3 separate regions of the Capra hircus genome follow, and regions 1 and 3 are each linked to region 2. A link is a contact called in public Hi-C data. All regions are on one chromosome and are shown on one strand. The core of a region is the stretch at or near the end of the contact, and the rest is flanking DNA. Distances in the headings are between cores, read along the strand shown. Region 1 has its middle 26 kb from the start of DYNLL2. Region 2 holds the start of VEZF1 (vascular endothelial zinc finger 1). Region 3 overlaps CUEDC1 (CUE domain-containing protein 1).

Region 1 (3,073 bases), core at 22-2,521, 120 kb before region 2:
GAGCCACAAGTCTACCAAAAGGAGTGCTGGCTGGTGGTCTCCTGAGGCCTCTGTCTCAATGACCCCAGGAAACAGCTTCCTTTTCCCACCTGTCCCCCCAAGCCAGCCATATGTAGTCGGAGAAGTTGCCCCCTGAGGATTAGTATCTGAGGGAGCAACAAAGCACACCCTTCTCATCTCCAAGTATGGGATCTTCTCTTCTTAACTTCCACTGCTCCCTGAGATCCCCACCACTAAAGATCAAGATTCCAATAAATATTTTCCAGGAAAACTAAAAACTACACATTCTTCCTATCTTGACCAAGATCCTCTGGATCTCTAGTAACAAGAACTTATCTAAACTACCTTGGGCAGAAAAGGGTAATTTACTGTGAAGACACAGGTCTATATCACAGAACTCAACAGCCAGGCCTCCCAGGGGTAGAGAGCAAGGAGGCATGTCTCTGAGATTGTCTTTCTCTGCAGCACTTCAGTGAATACCAACTGGGTATTCACAGAAGCTCTGTGACTAGTCAAACACAAACGAGACAAGGTCTGTTCCTTCAGGAAGTTACTGCCTGAATGGAATAAGACATGACACATAAAAGGGAGCAAAGGCAGGAGGTGTTACAGGGGAGTAGGCATTGACCACACAGAGATGGAGAAGGACACTCCAGGGGCTGGGCGCAGAGGGGCAAAGCCATGGGGCCCTTGGCTAAATTATGGAGACGGTGAACGTGGGTCATGAGAAACAGGCTGGGAAATTAGGTTAGGATGAGATCATGGAGAGCTTGTGTGCCAGGAAAATAAATTTAGCTTTTATCTAGGAAAAAAAAAAAAAATCAGAAGACACAGAAGGTCTGATTACAGCAGAGTGGTGGGATCAGACATGGACCCATCTGTCTGTGACCTGAGGGAGGGAGGGGGACAAACGACCGTGGAAGTAGGGAGGCTTTCGGAGCAGCACGGAGAGGGAGGAACTGACCAGCCGATTGAGAAGCAAGCTGGGTGGGAAGAGCAGTCAACAGCACCTGCGACCTCCCACACACAGACACGAACACACAGATGTCCCTTTCAAGCATCCATCAGCCCAGAGGGCCAGAGAGAAGGGGCGCAGGCCAGGGCCTCTGTCTGAAGAGGGTGGTGGGAATATCAAGCAGAATCCAGACCATGGGCACCTCCACGGGGCAGCAGGGACCGGGGCGGGGATGAACAGTTGATGGTGGTGAACACAGATGTACCTAATCAGAATCACACGTGCGTGCATACATGACACCAAGCACACAAGGCAGTGACCACAGGAGGGGCTGAGCATCAGGCAAACTCTGGTTCAAGTCCTGGCTCTGCCTTTTACTAGCTGCGAGATCTTATGTGACTCTCTCAGTGTCTCTGAGCCTCAGTCTTCTCATCTTAAAATGTTGATGGTAAGGTCTACCTCCCACCTTGCTGTGAGGATTAAAGGGAAATAATAGTAACTATTGATAGACTAATCCTCAAAAAAAGTACACATTCTTGCTCTCCTGTATTTATGCCCTGGCAATGTGACCTCATAGCTCCTCTCAGTAAGAGGTGGAGTCTATTTCTTAAGCTGATGAATCTAGTTCGTAACTTACTTTGGCCAAAGGGACGATAGCAAAAGTGACGCTAGAATAGACTTGAGTCATGGGCCTTGCTCTCGTGTGTTCCTGGTACCCAGACGCTACGAACAAGGCCAGGTGAGCCTGCTAGATGATGAGACACGTGGCCTGGCTGCCCCCACCACTCCAGCCAAACAGCCACCAAATGCCCAGGAAGCAGAGTATCAGGCTGACTCATAGCTGACTAACAGGTCCATGTGTTAGCCCAGCCAAGAGAACAGGCCTGCCCAGCCCAAACTGCCAATTTGCCAAATCATGAGCAAATAATCGTTGCTGCTGCTAAGTCGCTGCAGTCGTGTCCGACTCTGTGCGACCCCATAGACAGCAGCCCACCAGGCTCCCCTGTCCCTGGGATTCTCCAGGCAAGAACACTGGAGTGGGTTGCCATTTCCCTCTCCAATGCATGAAAGTGAAAATTGAAAGTGAAGTCGCTCAGTCGTGTCCGACTGCTTGCGACCCCATGGACTGCAGCCCACCAGGCTCCTCCACCCATGGGATTCTCCAGGCAAGAGTACTGGTTACGTCACTACATTTTGGGTGGTTTGTTATGCAGCAAAATCTAACTGATAGACTTATGCTCCTGCCCAAGATGAAGTAGCAGGGATCAGATTTATCTTCCTGCTTGAAATAGCCAAAATAATTAAGCAAGACTCTGGACATTGGGTGGGTATTAAAGGATGGTGATCCCCAAAAGACAGGAAAAACAAATGATGTGAGCCCTAAGATCACCCCAGATTACCGTCCAGGCTTCAGTTCAGACAAGGGGACCCAGATGGAGCCTGAGCTGAGGAGACATAGCTGAGAGCCTGGAGAGACCAAGGAGGGTGGAATTCTCAGAACAGAGAGCTGGAGAGGGGAGAGCTACTCACAGAGAGAACCCTAGAGACCTGCAGAGGCTCCCCCTCGAGTATTCAGCAGGGTACTTATCAGTGCACGCATGTCAGGGAACTACCTGAGGCCTGGGAGAGACCCATTTGAAAAAATGAGAGGATGGTGCTCTGAACTCACCCAGAGCCAGAAATGGAGGCTGCTGCCCACAGCCAGACCATAAAAACCCAATCCACAGGGCACTGAGTAGACTACTCAGGAAGGTCAGGCCTCAGTAGTGGGGGAAAACTCATCCCAGACAGAACACTCCTCCAAACCTGCCTGATAAAAGCAAGATCCCAAATGATCAGACTGTGTCCAAGTAACTTCACTGTATCCCAGAAAATCTAACTGATATAAAACCTAAAATTTATGGAGTGTTTATTATGCTCCAGCAACTTTACATGTACATAAACATTTTACATGTATTACTACATGCCTATTACTTTAATTATTAACACTCAAACAGGTTTTTATCCCCACTGTACAGATGATAGGGCCTAAGATAACACATATAAAGTGCCCGGCATGTTCAATAAATGCCATTTCTCTCAACTCCTCAACCTCACTCCCTGCCTGCAACCATCAAC
Region 2 (3,278 bases), core at 186-2,685:
CAGTAGGGAATCAGCTCTAAAAGAAACCAGACCAACGTTTGCCAGCCCCTTCATTCTGGTGACTGAGGAGAGGAGAGTGGGCAGTGGGTATACATGTGTAGTGGATGGAAAAGAAACACAGACTGTCAGATTACTGTGCCTCTTCAGTTTCTTTTACCAGTCAAATTCCACAACCGTATTATTTTTATTGTGTATGTATGGGGGAAACTGGAGATGGTGACCTTGATTAGAATGTGACTTAGGAATAAATGGGGGGGGGCGGTAAGAGAGTCAGTTATGAAAGATGTTGAAGTCTTGAAATAATGTGACTGAGGATTTTTTTTTTTAGACCAGAATTCATAAAAAAAAACTTGACAGAGCCTGCCCCCTCATTTCCCGCCACAGGAGACTTACAGGACTGGAGGCAATTGTTTAATAATAGCCTGTCTCTGCTATTCCCAATAGCTACCTCTATGTGAGGAATGGATAGAATGCGTTCAGGGCATCATCGTGCAAAACTCCAGTAGCAGTGACGCCTACACGGAAGACTTGGAACTGCAAACAGAGGCTGGGGTCACCTCAGTGGCATCTGACGCCGTCCAACCAGAAGCTCGATTTTTGTTTGGGGCGGGGGGTTGGGGAGTGTGAAGAAGCAGACTGTACTAAAGAAGTAAAACAATTTCGTGTCTATACTTTCTCTTCAAAAAAAATTTGGCGGGGGGTGGGAGAAGGGGGTGTTAAGTAGGATTTCACATCATATCTGAAGTTAGGAGGAGGATGGGGAAGCTCAGCCCTTCACCCAAGAATAACCCAGTAATGACACCTCTGCGCGTGGGAAGTGTTTCCTTCTGCACAGGGAGGATCTGAGGCTGCACCCCAGTGGGATTCCCTGCTTGAGCTGGAAGGCCACTCAGATGCGTGTCGCGCCAAGAGTGCGGAGGTTTCGCTGGGATGAAATACCAGCCGGGAGAGACACTCCAAGTCGAAGGGGCTTCCTCCAGCTTGGAGGTAGGGGCCGTGCTGCGCAAAAGGGACCGGAGAGCCTCGGGACCGCCGCAGCCCGCGCCTTCCGCCGAGGGCCTGCCGGGGACGCGATGCTGCCGGGCGCCGGGCCCACGTCGTCGCCGCCGCCGGCGCGGCCGTGCCCAGCGAGGCCGCGCCAGACCCTGGCGTCCTCCATGTTCTCTCCCGGGCTCCCCCTGCTCCGGCTGCCTGGGCCGCGGACCGCAGCACCACACACCCCCGCGGGGGGGGACGCCGCGCCCCATCCCCGCCCCCGGCCCCACCCCGGCCCCGCCGCGGGGGCCCGGACCCCACCGCCGGCGGGCACTGGCTGAGCTCCGAGGCCGAGAGCCGGCCGCGGGGCCGCGCGGGAGGGGTCGGGGCCGCTGGGGGCGGCGGCGGCCGGCTCGGGGCTCCCCCCCCGCCCGCGCTCGCCGCGGCGGTGGTGCGTCCCGGAGGTTACCGGAAGTGGCCGCGCTCGGCGCTGCCATGTTGAGGAGCCGCCGCTGCCGCTGCCGCCGCCGCCGCCGCCGCCGCTTTGTTGTCGCCTCCTCCGGCTGAGGAGGCGCCCCGAGCGGGGGGAGTGGGGAGGAGGGGGGTCGGCCGCCGCAGCCATGGAGGCCAACTGGACCGCGTTCCTGTTCCAGGTACTGGGGCCCCCCCCGGGGGGGCACGGGGGGGACAGGGGGGCCGGGCCCGGGGCTGGCGGGCGGGCGGGCGGGCGCTCCTCCTCCCTCCCTCCCGGCCCCGCTCTCCGGCCCGGCCTTAATCCCCCTTTGTTTTTCCGCCCGCCCGCCCCGGCGGAGCGGGGCTGCTGAGGGGAAAGGAGGCAGCCTCGCGGGGCGCGGGGGAGAAAGCAGGCCTCGGGGTGACCCCCGGGCCCCCCCAGCGCACACACGCACACGCACACACCCTTCGCTCCCGCCCCGGAGGGGAAGGGAGGAGGCCGGCCGCTGTCACCGCCCGCGGCCCGGAGAAAGGAGGGCGCCGGGCCGCTGGAGAGCGCGGTCCGCTTGGCCGCGGCGCGCCGGGCCGGGGCCCACGCCGTGGGGTGAGGGGGTCCCCGGGTCCCACTCCGTCCCCCCCTGCTTGGTCTGTCTTTCGCTCGCTCTCCGCTCTCTCCGCCTCTCTCTCTTTTTGTGCGTGTGTTGACTTTCTGACACCCCCCCTCCCCGTCCCCGCGAATAGCGGGTATCCCTGGGCTCCCCGCCACTCCCCCTTCCCGCCGCCCCCCTCGTGTTTACCCAGTCGGGGGTGTTGTGACTGTGTGTCCCCTCCCCAAACTTTTTCACTGGCTTTACGTGTTTTCTCTCGCAAGCCTCCGCCGAGCCTTGGCAGCTGACACCCGCTCCCTCTGTCCAGCTCTCCCGCCATCCCATTCAGCCCGGGGAATCCCCCGGCCGGGGGGGGGTGCGGGGGGGCCAGGACGCGGGGAGGCCCCACCTTCTCCCGGGGCGCGCTTCTCTCTCGTCCCACCTCGAGCGTCTCCTCCAGCCAAGTGGGGGAGACGGCAAGTGGAGAGAGCAAACAAAGTCCGCTTACAAAGCCCCCAGATGAGTCATTCGTGGGGTGTTGGTCTTCATTTTTTGCAAGAAACTTGAAGGTGACTGTAGCCGATATGTTGGCAGTCCTCTTGTCGGCCCACTTGAGGTGGGGACCCCTATTTAGAAGACCGAGAACTTTTTCTTTTTCTTTTTTTTTTTCCTGCTCCGTTTCTGTTTGCAAACGAAGCACTTGGTGGGCAGTAGTAATGAGCTCACGGGGAAACTTTGGAACCGGAGGCTAGGAAGCTCGTCATTTTTAAGTGCGTTCTTCCCGCCTCTTTGAGTTATTTTCCTTCTTTGAATAACTTCGCGAAATCCCAAACGCATCGCTTGGGTGCTTGAAACCTTTTGTGACTAACCAAGAACGGATGCAGAATTTTCAAAAATAATCCTCCCACCGCCCCCCCCCCCGGACCCATCCCAGTGGAGTTAATATAGGGAACTGGATAATTCAAACGTTTCCTATTGTGTAGAGATGGTTTATTGTTTGAAGACATATTCTTTCGAATGTAATTTGCTTTTTAAATAACTGTTGTATTATATTCAGGCTTCTTAAAATTGAGCATACTCAAAATTATGGAATTCACTAACTTGGCCTTTTTCTCATTCTGATCTAGTATTGTTTTAACGTGCTTTGATGAGCTTGATAATGAGATAAGTCAACTTAAAAATGCATTGGAAAAGAAATGATATATAACCAGCTTGCATCCAGGTTGGTGTGAAGGTGGCAAATGCCCTCTTGAGAAAAAGCTT
Region 3 (3,140 bases), core at 53-2,552, 110 kb after region 2:
TGGCTGCTTTCTGCCACCTCCAGGCACTGGACTGCCTTTGAGACCAAAGGTGGAGCCAGGTTTGGGAGCTGCTGGGGTGCAGAGAGGCAGGGAGCCTGCCTGGAATGCTGGGATCCCTAGGCCCAGGTTTCACCAGGATGATCTGTGTGCCCAGTGACAGGCCTGACCCATCTGGGCCTCCTTGCCTTTACCAGAAATCTTGCTTGGAAGGCTTGTCACTGAAATCCTTCTGGGCTCTGATATTCTTTGCGTAAGCCTGGGGGTCTGAGTCTGTTGGCACTTGGAATTCTAGTTCTGGGTGCAGTCAGAAACTCTGGGCCAGAAGAGCCTTCCCAGCCTTCCCTCTCCTTTCCTTCCCGCAGCCTGTCCTTGCCTCTTTCTCCTGAATGAAAGACTAGCTCTGAAGCCCCAGCACCCCTCCTTATAGGCCACCTGCTGTTCTTCTGTTGAAATTACAGCCTTGGAAGTTTTCATTTGCCTCTCAGCTCATTTCTGACATTCCTTTCCGACCACAATGGAGTTGCCTGGCCCGCCTGTGCTCAGGGCCCCCCCTGGCTCTTGCAGCTGTGGGCTGACCTCATCTCAGCCCGAGCCAGGGCAGGGGGATGGGCCCACCCCCACCCCGCCCCCCCCCCCCCCCCCGCCCCGCTCCAGGACCGTGGGCCCAGCATCCAAGGACCCTCAGCCTCCAGCTCCTTGTCCCCCTCCTGACTTGGGTGCTCAGTAACAAATGTCTACAGGGGGCTGGCTGCAACTCTGGGGCACTCTCCAGGGCTTTCCTGGGTAACTCCGGGTGTGGTTGAGGTGGGGTGGGCACCCGTGGCCCAGTGAGGACCCTGAAACCACAGGAAGGGTGGTGAGGCTGGAGGCGATTTCTCCAGGGTATCGTGGAGTGGGGGATGGGAGATGGTCTGGCCCTTGGAGCAAAATGAAGTTGCCAACTCTGTCGGGAGGCAGAGGAGTGATGGAGCAGAAAATATGCCCGGGATTCGGAGTCCCGGGCTGTGATGCCGGGCACCCCCTCCCCCCGCCCTCTGGAACAGCGAGAGGGGCCCGGGGTACCCTGGCTGCCGTCTGGAGCTGCGCTCCCACCACGCACTTAGCAGCTTGTTATCCTGTCTGCTGCCGCCCCCGCCCTTCCCCCTGGGCCGCCAGGCCACCCGCCCAAAATAGAAAAGGAAAGGAAGTTATTTCCATCGTCAGTGGCAGCCCGGAAAAGCTCCCCTCCAGTGAGTGGGCGGGCGGGATTCCTGGAGCTGGAGACCAAATCAAAGCCGGCCAGCGAGAGCGGCCCCCACCGCCCCCGGCCCTGGCCTGCCTTCGCTGTGTGTCATTTCCCTGATTCAGCAGAACACGTGTTCTGCGGTTGCCACGCTGCAGGCCGCCGGGGAGCTGTGGGGAGCTCCTGGCCCGGCCCCAGGCTGCCCTCGGGCCGGGTCGGCGGGGCGGGAGGCCGGGGGGTCAGGGCGGGCACGTGCCCACGGCCCCCTTCTTAGCCCCCCTCCCGCTGTGGCCTCTGCCTGCGGCCAGGAGAGCAGCCCCTGCCAGTCCCACCCTCAGTGTGACTTTCCAGCTGCCGTTCAAGGCAGCTTCGTGAGGGGCTCCCACACACCTGAGCAGGGCGGCAGTGGTTTGCAGATGAGGGGAAAGCCCCACAGGGGATACGGTCTCCCCTGGGACCACCCACCAGGTCTGGAGCCTGGGTCTGCTTGCCCTCTAGGGACCCTGGTGTCCCCGTGTCCCCTGATCCCAGCAAACCAACACTGGGGAAGGCTGGGCTGTCGGCCACTCTGGGTGTCTGTTCCCTGGGAGCACACCTATCACTCAGCACCCAGGAGCTCGTGTTAACCTGGATGCTAGAGACAGAAGGCTGAAGGGCTGTGACCCCTTCATCTGTGTCCAAATCCACAGCACCCAACATGAGCTCTGCAAACGCAGGCCAGAGACCTTTTGTTTGTTTGTTTGGCCAAGACACGCATGGCGTATTACCTCCCTGACTCGGGATTGAGTCTGCACCCCGTGCGTTGGAAGGTGAAGTCATAGCCCCTGGACTGCCAGGGAAGCCCCTAGGCCCAGAGACTTTGCAGACATCGGGTGGCTGGAAGCAGTGAGTGTCTGGCGCAGTAGGCGTCCAGGCCCAGAGGTGAGGGCTCAGCCAAGGCCTAGCTGAAAGGGGAGCTAGGGGGCTGGGCCTCTGTGCTGGAGGCGGCTGGAAGCTTGGGCACATGGGTGCCATTCTGAGCAGGATCCCGGGGTGGTGGGCCAGGACACCTGTGTGTGGGCCTGACTGTTCCCTCCTCATCCTCACCTGTCGCCCTCCAGCATCGACGTGCTGGGCTCCGTGCCCCTTTCCAGCCAGAGGCGCTACCGCAACTGGAACCCCCCACTGTTGGGCAACCTCCCCGAAGACTTTCTCCGCATCCTGCCCCAGCAGCTGGACAGCATACAGGTAATGGGGGTACCCCCGCCCCCAGCCTGTGCAGCGTCTCTATGTTCTATGTTCGCGCCAGTCACTGACCCTCCCTGACGTTTAAGCCCAGGCTAAGCTGCCCTGGGGTGGTAGGGAAAGAAGGCTGAACCAAAAGCCTCCTTCCCCATCGGGGCCTGTAAGGTTTCCCCTTCCACTTAGGAAGGGGACCGCCCTGAGGATACTCTCTGGCGAATGGCATCACCCTAGGGTGGCAGGAGTTGGGCAGGGGCAGGGTGGGGGGTCACTCAGTGACAGAAAGGCAGAGCAGCTTCCTTCCTTCCTTCCCTGGGGAGAGGGCCAGGGTGCTTCTCCCCAGAGGCTGGCCCTTGCAAGCAGTCTCCTCTGAGATGGCCAGGACAAGGAAAGTATGAGTATGGGGACTCTGAGCCATTTGAAGATCACTCTTCAGGACTATTCAGGTTTTGACGAAGGGAACGCTGGTGGGAAGGCCCAAGGTGTCAAGCTGGGGAGGTGGAGAGTAGTTCTTAAGCCCCTGATGCTTCCTCAGCACAGAGGGCTCTGGTCTGTTGCATTGAGTCTTGGCTAACAGCTCGCTCTGGGTGGAGGAGGTCCTGGCCTCAGGGCGTGGCCGCAGCATCCCGGGAAGGACGCTTGTACCCCCGGTGCGCATGGGTGTTGGTGCGGCGTGCGCCCTTGTGAGTAGGGGGTC

Evidence for each region. Hi-C and Micro-C count contacts between places; a contact is called where the count stands out from the background.
Region 1: a contact with region 2 is called in a Hi-C map of liver, with 2.2 times the contacts expected there. The contact joins the enhancer-like site here to the promoter of VEZF1 in region 2. A contact is called at or near these places in 2 of 5 Hi-C or Micro-C datasets (blood and liver).
Region 3: a Hi-C map of blood shows a contact between it and region 2, with 1.8 times the contacts expected there. The contact joins the enhancer-like site here to the promoter of VEZF1 in region 2.

What each region holds. Positions count from the first base shown.
Region 1 is chr19:8,514,074-8,517,146 of ARS1.2, reverse strand. No RefSeq gene overlaps it. Among named protein-coding and RNA genes, the nearest start is that of DYNLL2, 26 kb to the right of the region's middle. Within about 2 kb of position 1,271, at least 2 of the 5 cell types and tissues checked have an H3K27ac peak or open chromatin away from gene starts, as enhancers often do.
Region 2 is chr19:8,391,200-8,394,477 of ARS1.2, reverse strand. VEZF1 (vascular endothelial zinc finger 1) reads left to right here and starts at 1,435. Exons shown (of 7, transcript XM_018064108.1): 1 at 1,435-1,628.
Region 3 is chr19:8,285,838-8,288,977 of ARS1.2, reverse strand. It overlaps CUEDC1 (CUE domain-containing protein 1), which reads left to right. Exons shown (of 11, transcript XM_018064101.1): 4 at 2,323-2,449. Among named protein-coding and RNA genes, the nearest start is that of MRPS23, 22 kb to the right of the region's middle. Within about 2 kb of position 1,302, at least 5 of the 5 cell types and tissues checked have an H3K27ac peak or open chromatin away from gene starts, as enhancers often do.